Regions from separate parts of the Anser cygnoides genome. Here region 2 is linked to region 1. Evidence: chromatin contacts called from public Hi-C data. All regions are on one chromosome and are shown on one strand. Each heading gives the region's core, a stretch centred on a gene start, on an enhancer-like site or on the middle of the called end of the contact. The rest is flanking DNA. Distances are from core to core; before and after follow the strand shown. Region 1 holds the start of BLM (BLM RecQ like helicase). Region 2 holds the start of EIF3J (eukaryotic translation initiation factor 3 subunit J).

Region 1 (6,904 bases), core at 3,271-5,770:
AGGCCAGAATTTGTGCCTCAGAGGGTGCAGGATGCAGACTGCCCTCCCCCTCGCTCCCTCTCCGTGTCCATAGGGCGGTGGAGGAAGCTTTATGGTGTGCTCTGCAGAAGCTGCCGCGTTGCTGTCCTAATTAATCTGCATGCTGGCTGTGTTGTTTTGCAGGGGCCTGCCAAGCCAAGCTTTCGAATACATAATGTATAACAAAGGGCTGATGGGGGAGGACGCCTACCCGTACCGGGCTGAGGTACTGCCGGGCAGCTCGGGCGTGTTTCGGCGTCGGGGGGTGCAGAGCAGGCTCTGGCACTGACTCCTTTCTGTCTGCACAGAACGGCACGTGCAAGTTCCAGCCGGACAAGGCTATTGCGTTCGTCAAAGATGTTATCAACATCACGCAGGTAAGCCCCTGAGGGTGACATTTCCAAACTTCAGGGCATTCGTTCACGCTGTGCCAGGCCTGACCTGGAAAGCACTCGGCTGCGTGCTGCTCCCTGCGGCCTGCGCCTCCTCCCTGCTGTGCACCGCAGGCGTACGGGGCCTGGCTGATCTCGTACGGGCCCGGCTGACCTCGTCCCCAGCTCGCGGGGTGTCTGCGCCCCCCTTCCCGCAGCAGGGCGTGCACCCGCCAGGCTGCAGTGAGCTCTGGCACCCATAAAGCGTGCAACCAGCTCCAGCGCCTGCAGGGAGGCGTCCGAGCGGGGCTGGGCAGCGTGGCGGTGACGGCTGCCTCTGAAAGCTGCTCTCCACCGGCTTATGTTGCTCAGCAGGAACACTTTGCATCCTGAGTGCGCCTGTGGGGGCTACTAAAATTCCCCTAAAAGTCCTGCTGCTCCCTTTTCTGAAGGTGGCACCAGTGGAGTGCTGCAGTCATGTACAGGCAGTAGGGTGTCTGCCTCCTTTCCACAGTGGGTGCACCTCCAGAAAATAAGAAATTATTGGTTCTTGTATTTCAGTGCCCAGGAGAGGCACATTTCTGCCCGTGAGCAGAAAGCCAGGATTGGCCACTGTGCTCTGACTGCTGGTCCGGGGCATCGTGACTGGTCCCAGTGTAACCAGGAGATAAATGACCCTGGGATCCTCTTCTTGCAGTACGATGAGGCTGGCATGGTGGAGGCTGTGGGGAAGTACAACCCGGTGAGCTTTGCATTCGAGGTGACGAGTAACTTCATGCACTACAGAAAAGGAGTCTATTCAAAGTGAGTATTTCTGAGCCTGGAGGGTGAGAAGGAAGAGGGGCTTGAATCGCTCACATCTCCATTTCTCCTTCTTTGTGGCACTGGACACGGGGCTGGACTGTATTCTTGCATTTCCTTTTAAACAGAAAATTGAAAATATAAGCAAATTGAGCCTTGAAATGCTGATTTCCCAGGGGTAAGAGGGCAGCGTGAGGAAGAGGGAACAGTGTGCTTGCAGACAGTTTACTGCTGGGAGCCAGTCCGACCTCAAGGCCAGGCTGTGTTTGAAACACAGGTCTATAGCAAAGGCAAAAAGCTACTTAAAGGGCGGATCAGTATACCTTAGGAAGACTGTGGAAGCTAATGGTGACAGGGTAGATTTCTGTTAGGCAAGAAATGGGAAAAGTGCATGTTTGGAGAGAACTAGAAAAACGCTTTAGGGTAATGAATCCCCAGTCACGTAGAACTGCAGGGAAAATTAAACGAAGAGTCTAAGCATGAGTGATCTGCCCCAGGGAGCTGCAAGGGAAAGAGCAGGCAGTGTCGTGAATTCAAGTGGCTTTGCTGTTGCAATAAACACAGTAAGTGTTTACTTAAAAAAGTTGACTGCCAGCAACAGGCAGATGTAGGGTGTGAAAGCAGGGAGACAGGCAAGATACGTTGTAATAGGACTCCAGTTTAAGGAACACATCAAGTAAAGTTACCATGTCTAAGGTAGATTGAAAGTGCAAGTGTATAGAACAAGTGGTGTCCCAGGGGTTACAGCCTGTGCTCCACAGACCAACTGTTAATGGATTCAAAAAGAGTAAATCTTTAGTGGTGGTTATTGATCTTTTAGTGATCTGCAATTTGAAATTGTGTAAAGACAGTATTTGTGGAGATGGGAGCTTGTGCCTTGTGTTGTCTTGATAGCAAGGCAGCAACTTTCATTGAGTGCAATTTAAAAACAGGAAGTGCAAAGGAAATGCAAGAAAATGTGTAGTGAGATTGAGGGGCTCACTGTTGCTTGTGCAGCATGTGAAATGCACTAAGAACTTTGTTTTTCATTGGAAAAATTCCTTCGCTTTTTTTTGCGTGTGTGTGTGTGCGTTGTAGGTTGTTCTTGTGTGACAATGTTGTTGTTAATTCCGAACAAAAGGCCAGACCAGGTGCTAGGATCAAAGGTCCATATAGCCTAACACCCTGACCCCTCATACAGCCGGTAACAATTCCTGAGTGAGAAAACAGAGCTGTATCTCCTTTTCTTGTCATTCCTCCCTACTCGCCACAACTGGAAGTTCAGAGTATCCATTAGTTCTTTTTGCAGTTGAAGTGCAGTCAAAAATGCTGGCTAATCCATGATTAACTACAGGCTATTGTTTTATGTAAAAAATCTGCATTATTTTTCTTTTGCAGCCCACGATGTGAGCACACTCCCGACAAGGTGAACCATGCTGTCCTAGCTGTTGGGTATGGAGAAGAAAATGGGACTCCTTACTGGATCGTTAAGAACTCTTGGGGCCCTCTGTGGGGCATGGATGGGTAAGGAGGTCCCAGCTTTGCTAAACACATCACGGTCTCCCAGTATCTGGTAAAAGAATGTCACACGCATGGGATTCCACCTGCCCACGTGAGCTGCCAGGTCACCCCGATGCTCTCAGGCTGAAATTTCACCGCTGTTTCATAATCTGTGAAAAGGCAGGTAAATCATCTGAGCCTTGGGAGTGAAGAAGGAGAGCTGGTTCTGAAAACCGGTCTGGGGTGACTGGTTAGGCCAGGCCCTCAGATCAGCTTCTGGGAGGTCACCGGCGACCAGGCCAGCCGTGCAGTTGATGCACCTGGCTGCTGCGGGAGCTGTGCGGTGGTGCAGTGCCTCTTCTGTGCTCACACCGCCAGAGAAGAACAGGTGGTGCTGCAAGTTCACTCCAGCTCCACAATATCTTCTGTATTTCCAGATACAAGTGAAACTTTATAGTTGGGTGCTAGCTTGCAATGTGGGGGGACAGGGAATGGCATCTCCTGGTGACCTACTGAAGATAACAGCTCTGTGACACGTATCTGCTCTTTGCATTGGTGTGAGAAAGGAGCTCACGCATGACAGCAGTCACCGTATGTCTGTGTCAGGCATGCTGACTGCTGGAGGAGCAGGGAATACTCGCTCATACCTGTTTGTTTCTCTTTCCAGGTATTTCCTAATTGAACGCGGCAAGAATATGTGTGGTCTCGCTGCTTGTGCATCTTACCCTATTCCCCAGGTGTAAGAGGAGAGCGCAGGCTGGGGAAAGTGGATACAGAAAAAGGAATAATTGATCATGTGTGAATTTCTAAATGCTAAAATCAAGAAAGCACGAAGAAGAAAGAAGTCTGCTGATATTTGTTACGTGCAGGTGGATTCCTCTGCTTGCACAAAGCTTCTTGTGGTAGGCAGATCTGTGCCTGCTCTCCCTACCCAAAACCAAGCGTGCTCCTGCACCGACAGCCAGAACCCGTGGCTGCAGGCGGTGTGTGCCGGGCTCCCCTGCGCTGAGAGTGAGCACAAGGGGCGGGGGAGATCCAGGAGCACACAAGGTGAAAATGCCACGCCGTCACCCAACGTTAGGATGCCATACCACAACCTCACCCCTTCCTTGTGTCAGTTGTTTCTCAATCAGCAGACGCAACGTCTGGGGACTTTTCTTTTTTTCTCTGAAGGCAATTTTTCCTTTCTCTAGAGAAAGATGAGTGCTGTGATTTTTAAGTTTTATCTGTGCTCATTTAATGTTTTTAGTATTTTTGTAAAAGATGGAAAAAATGAGGCTATTTTAAGGAAAGCATTGAGGGAATGGATGATTTTATGAATCAATGAAGAAGCAAAAAGTTTATTGCCGTTTCAAAGCAGGACTGTGAGAAGCCCTTTTGCCAGTAGAGGGCACTTGTGTGTTATTTCGTGCTGGCCTGCCGCTGCCCCCGCTCCTGACTGTTGATTAAACGAATAAAAACGACCTCTACCTTTCCCCCTAGTTAACAGATGTGTTAATTAATTAGCTGCACGGTCACGTGTGGGAGATGCTGCGCTAACATTGGAAGCGCTGCTTTCTGATCATGAACATGGATTGAACGTGGTTGAAAAACAAACAAAAAATAAAGGGCCCCGTCACTCCGACGGGCTCCGCGCAGGGGTTACCAAAACCACGGGGGCCGCGGCCCCCTCGCCCGGCGCCGCCATTTTGTGGGGGAGGCGGGCGGGGGGCGGGGCGAGATCCCCTCGCCATGGAGACGGAACCGCCGTGTCGTCACTTCCGGCCCCCCGCTCCCGTCCAATGGGGAGGCGGGCGGCGGCTGCGCGCCCAATGCGAAGGGCGCGAGGGACGGGGCGCGCGCGGCGCGGCGGGAGCGGGCGGTGAGGGGCGGCGGGGGGCGGCGCGGTGAGGCGAGGGGCGGTGAGGCGAGGCGAGGCGAGGGGCGGTGAGGCGAGGCGAGGCACCGCCCGGTGCCGCCCGGTCCTGTCATGGCGGCCATGCCGCACAACAACCTCTGGGAGCAGCTGCAGCTGCACTCGGCCCGCGGCGCCCTCAGCAAGCCGCCGCCCGCGCGGAGCCGGCCCGGGTGAGTACCGGGGGGCGGCGGGGGGCCGCCGGGCTGGGTGACCGACCGGGCTGGGTGACCGGCTGGCTGACCGCCCGCCCTTCGCCTCTCTTCCAGGGGCTTCACGTTCAAGAAGCCCGCCCCGTGCGGCAGGGAGCGCAGCGGGAGCTCGGCGCTGCGGGACAAGGACGTGAACGCGGCGCCGGCCGGCGGGCAGCGCAGGAGGCCCGCGGAGCCCTTCCCGGCGGGGGGCTGCGGCCCGAGCACGGCCCCCGCCGCGCTCTGCCCCGGTCCCTGCCCGGCGTCCCGGCGCCCTGCTCAGGAGCCGGTCGGGGCCGGCAGGAGGCCGCTGGCCGCTCCCGGCCGGGCTGGGGGTCCCGCTCCGCTCGGGGGCCCCCCCGTCGCCGCGGACGATGAGTGGGACGATATGGACGACTTCGACCTGTCGGGCATCGAGAAGAGATTCACCAAACCAGCCGTTTTGTCCCCCAAAGGCCAGAGGGCCGCCTGCAAGGCTCCCCAGAGACCGAGCTCCCGTGTCGATAAGCTGCCCGAGACCGTGAATGGCGACGCAGCGTCCCCAGAACCTGGCGCTGGGGAGCCTAAAGGAACGCCTCCCGCTGAGGAAGAGCAGCCCTCATCCCAAGGGTCTGTCATCTGTCTCGGGGACTCGGTCCACTGTGGCAGCGACAAGGTTGTGGGCGAGGATCTTCGGGAGAATTTAACTACTGACGTGACTTTGGATGATGAGAGGGAAGAGGCTCGCACAGGTAAGGGGTCAGTTTAAAGCATCGATGAACTAGAATAAAACGTGTTTGCGTTTGCACACCTGAACACTTCGCTTTTCAGAAATATAGATCTTGCGAGCTCTCAATGAAATCAGAGGGAGCTGCACACACCTATCTGACAGCAGTCTTAGGTACGTGGATTTCATGTTGGTAACTGTGCTTTGCAAATGTGCGGTGTTGCAGATAGTGGAGAACTGTCTCTGCAGCAGCAGGTAGCATGGTACCGTTGGAGGTGCAAGTCTTTCCAGATGGCATTCCAGAAATATGTACCAATAATCTGCAGAGATGTTACAGGGGGAAAAAAAAAATAAGACAGTTTTATAATTCAAACAAAAGAGATCTAAAATCAACTTATGCCTAAATGAAACAATGAGAAATATTAAATCAGAAAAAGATCTGTACTGATTTTTAAAAACAAGCAAACAAATGAAAAAAACAACCACACATCAATTATGACCAAAAAGTTCACGGCCGTCAGTCAGTATGCATCTTTGGCAGCTCTCTGCTTCACTTAGCTTTTCTGTTTTAAGTTTCTTAGTTGTTATGGTTTGAAACTTTTGGTCCTTATTTGTGAAATTAACATCTTGATGCAAGTGATTAACACTGAACACTGTTTCCTGACAATTTATTTCTTTGCTGTTTAAAAGTCAGAAACTATATTAATCTATTGTTTTGAAATACGGCTAATAGTTTTTTCCTCTATTCCGTTGTGTTTCTGTTTATACCAGAAAGAGTTTTCAGTGTTGCCCAACAATATCAATACACTTCTCTTTCAGCTACCACTGATAAAAGTGGTGGAAGCCAGAAGCTAAGCAACGGTGAGAAAAACAGCCAACCAGAGACGGATGAGATCAGCAACGAGCTGTTAGCAAACATTGAGCTTGAAGAGGATGATTACTTAGATGTAGTTCCACCTTCCCCTGAAGAAGAGCTGCCTTCCTTCTCACCATCTGTAAAAAGCATTAGGTAAAACAAAGCTAATAGACAAAGCTGTCTGTTGTTAGGATGATTTTTTAAAAACTAACAAAAAAAAGATATGAAACTAGCGCTTGTTAAAAAGTTACCGTTTGAGTTGGTTTTGACTGCTTCTGGCTTGGCAGGTTAGCAGTTGACAGCTGCTATTAATGTCTTCTGAAACACCTTACACATTGGTCATAACAAATGTGGCTTTTGCTTCAGAAAAAGCAGAGTTATTTTTCCCGTCATAGTGAGAGGGAAAAAAAATTATTGAAACAAATCTCTACAAATTGGCACATAACAGTTAGGTGTTAGCTTACTGATGTTACTTAGATGAGAAATTTATCTTTTTTCTCAAATGCTGCTAGTCCAAAAGATTAAGTTCTTTTATGGATTTTTTGTAAGATGTCTGTAAATCCAATGCGTTTCTGTATTTTAATGACT
Region 2 (6,617 bases), core at 2,885-5,384, 230 kb after region 1:
TAGATTTGGGGAATTAGAAAAGTTATCTGTGCCTTCTTCATCCCCTCCCCACACTGTGCTCCCATTATGTTCCATCTGAAGGACTTGGAGAGCGCACCTTTACAAAGCTAACATTTCCGTGTAAAATTAATATTTACATAGTTGAGATTAATCTAGTACAGATAGCTAAATTATAACGTAATGCATTTCAGAAAGTCAAGGCCGGAAAGTAAACATTCACAACATATTGCCAATTTAAAAAAAAAAAAGCACCACACTCTACTTACTAGAATGGTATCAGCACAGTTTGACAAGTTTGTTCTGACAGGTACAAAGAGAAACTAATCGCTATTGTATTAAGTCTTCCACTGTAAGTAGAATTTCAAGTTAAATATTCAGTATTTTTCTGGTGAAAGGACTTGTATGGATCTATGTGGCAAAGCAGGCAGGTGGTACCTCTGATCTGATCTGCAGTCATGCTGATTCAATCAGTCAGCTCCATTAAGCTTCTCTAAACTCATTATCAAAGACTGATACAAAGATGAAATAAAGAAATCATAGGCGCGTGGCACCTGGGCAATACCGTGAGTGTCAGACAGCAGCGCACGGCTCATTGTTCATGGCCTTCACCTCCTGAGACGAGGTAAACGTCTTCCGATTCTAGAGGACAAATTCCTGTTTCTGGGAGAACTGATCCATCGAAGGTGTTTCGTTTCTGAGTCCCTAAAAAGGGACTTTAAAATCCGCTCTGTGAATAGCATGAATTTGAAATGTGAAGACTGAAAGGAAAGCCTAGAATTACAGCAGCAGGGTGTAGTTCCGCAACAGCTCAGGCTGAGCTGGCTCTGGGAGGCTTTTCCCTCTTCCCTCTCCTCTCCCCAGGTAACGTGTTAGCCGCTTCCTTCTGCCTGCGCTGGGGCACGCAGCTGTGCAGGGAGCTGATCCTGCTGCAAACAGCATGCGAGAGTAATGAAGATCAGTTAAAGCTGCTGTGGAGTGGAAGCTAAAGGAAGGTTCATGGGAAGACGCTTTTTCTGGAAATATAATTGTCACATTAAAGTCATTCAGCTGAAGAACAAAGTTCTTAAGACGTTAAAGAACTACTCTCAAAGATTCAATTACACCAAAACCATGTAATTTCAGCTTCGCGTCATAGATTGTTGATGCTTAAATAAAATCCTAAACAAGCTGATAAATGGCTGGTGAGAAGTAGCATAGATGCATCATTTTCTTAGTTAGTGGTCATAATTTTGTAAAAAAAATAAAAATGTAAAAAAAAATGACAGCAACTTTTTGTTTGGAAGCAAGCAAGGATGACCTACTAAAGATTAACTTGTATAGATTCTGTTAAGCACATCACTATTTTGGTTGTCTTGACCGTGTAATGTAATACTGTTTTGCTTTATTTTTTTGATACTTGCAAAAATGTCATTGTACTGATAGGCTGAATCTTGTAAAATACAATTGGAAGAGAACCAATGTTCTACAAATTTGTGTTTCTTTTGCCATCATTTCTAGTATATACAACCATAAAGATTTATATTAAATATTTATGTTCTAGTTACTGTTTTTATGATTTTTAGCTGATATCAGACTTCATTGAAGACTCAGTTTTCTGTAAAGCAAGACATTTCTCATGTCAGTTTTCAGCCTTTAAAACCAAAGGGAAACAAGTGGTGTTTATGCTTTTTTAAAAGCTAAGGGTACTGGAGACCAAGAAAAGAATAGAAGTGGGTTATGGACTGAAATTGTTACAGCTGATTAAGACGGTCTTGCTTTGAACCCGATTTTCAATATGTAATGCAGTGAATATCTTGTAAAATTACCACAAGGCCTGATCCGTCTCCTTTGCATTTGTTTCTCCTCCTAAGCAGAAACCTTTAGACTTTTTCAAAATGAGAACTGCCTGGTTTCCTAGGAGGTAGTACTTCCTTTGACTCAGAGAGCTGTGCCTTAATTTCCTTGTCTATACAATGGGAGTAATACTTATTTGTTTTAATCCAAACGCTTAAATTTAAACGTGCTGGGTAAATATATATTTTTACAATTAATATGTTCCCAGTCATCTCACGGTTCCTAGTAGTTTCATAATTATCCTCACAGCACACTTGAGCTTATGAAACTGTTTAGATTCGGTGAGGATATAACTTACTACACTACTTGATCTATAATTACGTCTCTAATGTTATTTCTAGTGCCTGGTAAATGGGTAACAACAAAAAACGGATGATAAATTTGGAAGTCATATTTTTTTCTAGCAAACACAAGAGGATCTTCTTCTTGCTAGAGGAACATTCATCTGTGTTCCAGATGAATCCAGATGAATCTGGAACACACCTCATTAGTAAGACCTATTTCTTTCAGAATTAGGCTGCCCATTCAGGCTGTGACTTAAGCTAAGCTGTCCTTGTCCTGACAGTTGGGTCTCTGTTGTCTCCATGAGGTGGAGTGGCAGGAGCAGAAAGTCAGTCAATTCCTGTGAATACTTTCTCTCTGCTCTTTTGAGGGTAGGAAGCAGTTATTAGCCATAGCAATTTGTTCACATCCAGTGAGCTTTCAATTATAATCGTTGCATTCAATTATAATCGTTGAGAGGCCTGCGAAGGCCCCTCCTCGTTCCTGGGGTCACAGCATCGTGTGCATTTATTCCCAGCTGGGGAGCATAATGTTTGAAGCACAGAAATTTTAGTACTGAGAAAGCCTATTAGAAAACAAAGTGGTCCCATTGCTGAAGAAAATGTTATGAAAACTCTGTGAATAATTCATTAATTACCTGCAGCTATTTAAAATTATCAAACTGTTGTTTGCAAGCCTACGATAAACCAAATTGTGTAATCCCCTGGCACGAGTTGACTGAACTGAAACTGAATTTGGTTTACCATAGCATCCTAATTCTGGCACTGATGAGTCTTTAACCAATTGTATTGATAACCGTAAAAAGATTGGGTTTTATTACTTTTTTGGGGGTAGGGGTGGTGGAATTCTGGCCTCTCTAAAGAAGAAAAGTGGAAAACCTGTTGTGTGTCACCACATTAAACCAAGGGCTCATCGCTAGGTTTGAACTTCTAGTTTTTGTGGCTCTTGATCCTCTTCTAATCTCCAATCTACCTGTAAATTAAACATTATTTCTATGTTGCACCAGAAGCCGGGTTCTTGTAGGAAGACCGCATCAAAGCTAGCACAGCGGTGCTCCCCGGCTGGTGCTGGGCTCTCTCAGCAGGGTAGGAGGGATGCTGCCGAGGTACCTCCGTGCGGCACCAGTCGTCGTGTCCTTACTGCTAAACGCGATCAGAGGGCACAGATCCTGCTCAGGCAGGACCGAGGCGGGGCTGCAGGAGGCAGGGCCGCAGGCGGCGCCACCCCGGCGGCCCCCACGCCGCTGAAGGGGACGAGGAGCGGCTTTCACCCCAGCAGGAACCAGTTCAGCCACGCTTAGGGCTTAGGCATCCTGACAGCCTGCAGAGCTGTGAAGAACCTTAGCAGTCGTCGGTCTAGTGTTTTCTCATTCTTTGCCTCTTGCTCTGACTGAGTTGTGCCATTAATATTTTTAACACGTGAAGTATCTTCAAAAGGCGTGGGCTTTTCCACTGCAGCAGGGCCAAGGGAATAAATTCAGCCCAGATGTGAGGGCTACTCCTAGATTAATTCCTTGCTACATACAACAGCTTTCTCTCCTTTGTAAAAATCTTGGTTTTTGCCTTTTTTGTAACCCCTTACAGAAGGGTTGTGAGGGGACTGCGAGAGCCGGGGGCGCCTCACGCGGTGCGCGCCGGGCGCGGGACGTCGCGGCCGGAGCCCGCCCGCGCACAGCGAGGCCGGGCCGCGGTGGAAGCCCCCGGAGCGGGGCTCGGAGCTCGCTCGGGGCCCCGGGGGCTGCTCGGCGGCCGGGCCCCGACCGTGAGGAAGACACGGGCCGCGCCCTCCCCTCCCCTCATCATGGCGGCCGGGTCCCTCCTCACAGCCCCTTACCCTCCCATCATGGCGGCCGGAGGGCTCCGCCCCCTCTCCCTTACCCTCCCATCATGGCGGCCGGAGGGCTCCGCCCCCTCTCCCTTACCCTCCCATCATGGCGGCCGGAGGGCTCCGCCCCCCTCTCCCTTACCCTCCCATCATGGCGTCCCTCCGCCGCGCCGGGCGGGGCCCGGCGGGTCGCGCTCCCCGGCGGCGGGCGGGGCGCAGGGCGGGCATCCCGCCGCCGTCCCGGCGTGCCCCGCGCGGCGCTGGCTGGGGCCGCTCTGGTGCGGCTGACTCACGGCGCCTGCGGAGCGGCCGCGGCCCGCGGCAGGAAGATGGCGGCGGAGGCGGACTCGTGGGGTAGGTGGCGGCCCCGCGCCCCGCCGGGCCTCGCCGCGCTCCCCCCCGCCGCCGCCGCCGCCGCTCACCCGCTCTCCTCTCCCCCACAGACGCCGACAGCTTCGAGGTGGTGGAGCCGGTGGCGAAGCGGCTGGTGCCGGGGGTGGCGGCCGGCGACCGCTGGGCCGGAGAGGATGAGGAGGACGACGTGAAGGTGCCGGGGCTGGGGCTGAGGGCTGGGGGCCGCGGGCCGGGGCCGTGCCGCTGCCATCCGGTGCCGCTCCTCAGGGGGCCGCGGGCCCAGGCGGCGCGGCCCGGCTCGGGGCAGGCGGCGGTGAGGGGCCCATGTTGGGGGGCCGGGGCCGGGATCGGGGGCTCCGGGGGGGATCCCCGCGGCCCCTCGGGCCGGGAGGCGGCGCTGGGCGGGCGGGGGCCGGGGGAAGCTGAGGCCGCGCTGCCCGCGGCCCTCCCGCGGGGCGGGTCGGGTCGGTCCCCGCGCCGCAGCAAGGCCGTGAGGGGGGGCCCGGCCGAGAGGGGGGGCCCGGGAACCCCCCCCCGCTGCTGCCGGGCTCTGGGCGCTGCTCCGCGGGCGGCTGGCTGCTGGTGGCTGCTCGCTTTCGGTCATCGTAGCCCTGAGCGTGGCGTCCCGGTGGGCTGGGTTCAGTGAGAGCAGCACCGTAACCCTGCTGCTTCTGCTGGCTGGAAGCTTGGGCTGTGGCAGCGTGTCTCTGCCACCCCTTTTCCCACTCCCAGGCCCCGGCCGCAGCTGGGAAGTGCGGCGGTGTTACTGCGCCGTGTCACGTTCAGTAGGTCGCTTAACATATGTTTGCTTAAGGCACTGTTTGGAAGTGAATTTTGGTGCATTTGAGGAGCAACGTCAGCGTGGAATTGGTGTCAAAGCGTGTGGGTGTTCATTTCTCATACCTACGAAAGCTGACTTTCCTTAAAAGTTTGTTTTCTTCCATGTAATTCCAGCTGTCCCCTAGCGAGCCAGGTTTCTGGGTGGTGGATGACACAGAAACCTCAGTGTGCCTAGCGTACGTGCAGACAGGGAGCGAAATAATGTCAGGAAATGTACGAGGAAGGTGCTTGAAGAGTGGGAGGAATGGAAATAGGTAAACTGCAAAACACCTTTTTGTTTCAAATCAAGCTTCTGAGATACTAGGCAATCTCCTGGTGGTTCACCAGGCGACCTGCTTGCTCCGTTACGGTCACAGGTATGAAGCTTTCTAACTAGAGAATTGCTGCTTACTAGGTGAGGACTTGCTCGTTTTGTTATTTAGCCTGCGCTTGCGTTAGCAGAATCTCTGAAAAACACTGACTCAGTTGTCCTTGGAGTTCAGGGTGGGTATTTGTTTTTATAGGTAGTGTGAAAAGAGTAGTTCATCTGTTAAAAAAAATATGTATTTTTTGTAAGTTACAGGCTGTCCATTTTACTTTGTGAATTTAGTGATGCCCACACCCTGTAGTTATCACAGATGTCACATTACAGCAGGCAAAGTAAGTGGAGGTATCTCTGTATGCAGTGGCTGCAGTCATTTGTAAAAAGTGTGGTTAGAGTGGGACTGTGTGTCTGTATAGAAATTTGTATTTAATCTTTATATGTTTGTGCACATGTACGAATATATCAGACCTACTGTGTTTGTGAAGTTTGCTTTTCCTCCTTTCTTTGAAAGTGGGAAACTTTCCTGCTGTGATGGAATGGGTCCAAGCGAACTGGACTGCGAGCTGTCATTCCCCTAGCGACACCTGTGCTTCCTATGGCCGTTCTAATAAAAGAACAAGGTTTTCCCCCATGTACCAAGAATGCAACTACTTCCCCCTTTCGGAAGGATTACAGTTTTAGTACTGGAGCTGCGTCTGGAGAGAAGGACCCATCCAGCAGATGAAGCTGTCCTGTTTGGTTTCAGTTGGCTCTTACTTACAAATGCTCAAGATCTCAGAGCTGAGCTAGGGAGGTAGCTCAGGTTTGTTTGGACACCTCGTTTGCCAGGGTCAGCCCTGGAGAAGTTCCTGCAGAAGAAAAATTACGTGGTCTAAAATATAAGCACAAGGTGTTTTCCGCGTAGTTTGTCTTAACACGGGCATGCTGTGTTTTGGAATGCTTTTTATATATTCAGATTCTGGAGTTTATTCTGAAGTTGTTTTGGTAATGAACCTAAAGTAACTTAAAGTTCAGGAAATCTTGACTTCCCCAGGTTTAAAATTAGCATCTTCATAAGTAATAAAACTACTCTCAAATGTTACCAGAACACAAGTTTCCCAGAAGATGGGCCTCCTGCCAGGGAGCGTTCATCTATTTACTCTTGGGCAATTCTTTGCTCAACAAAGCCAAAACTGGGAAA

Evidence for each region. A called contact is a pair of places that touch in the nucleus more often than the background predicts.
Region 2: a contact with region 1 is called in a Hi-C map of liver, with 2.2 times the contacts expected there. The contact joins the promoter of EIF3J here to the promoter of BLM in region 1. A contact is called at or near these places in 3 of 7 Hi-C or Micro-C datasets (granulosa cells and liver).

The regions. Positions count from the first base shown.
Region 1 is chr11:603,192-610,095 of Taihu_goose_T2T_genome, forward strand. BLM (BLM RecQ like helicase) reads left to right here and starts at 4,521. Exons shown (of 21, transcript XM_048046330.2): 1 at 4,521-4,736; 2 at 4,833-5,485; 3 at 6,280-6,469. The coding sequence starts at 4,639. It overlaps CTSH (cathepsin H), which reads left to right. Exons shown (of 12, transcript XM_067003748.1): 8 at 163-244; 9 at 327-395; 10 at 1,087-1,193; 11 at 2,568-2,693; 12 at 3,337-4,143. The coding sequence ends at 3,412.
Region 2 is chr11:833,552-840,168 of Taihu_goose_T2T_genome, forward strand. EIF3J (eukaryotic translation initiation factor 3 subunit J) reads left to right here and starts at 4,135. Exons shown (of 8, transcript XM_067003848.1): 1 at 4,135-4,293; 2 at 4,383-4,486. The coding sequence starts at 4,269. CTDSPL2 (CTD small phosphatase like 2) reads left to right here. Exons shown (of 13, transcript XM_067003847.1): 13 at 1-1,530.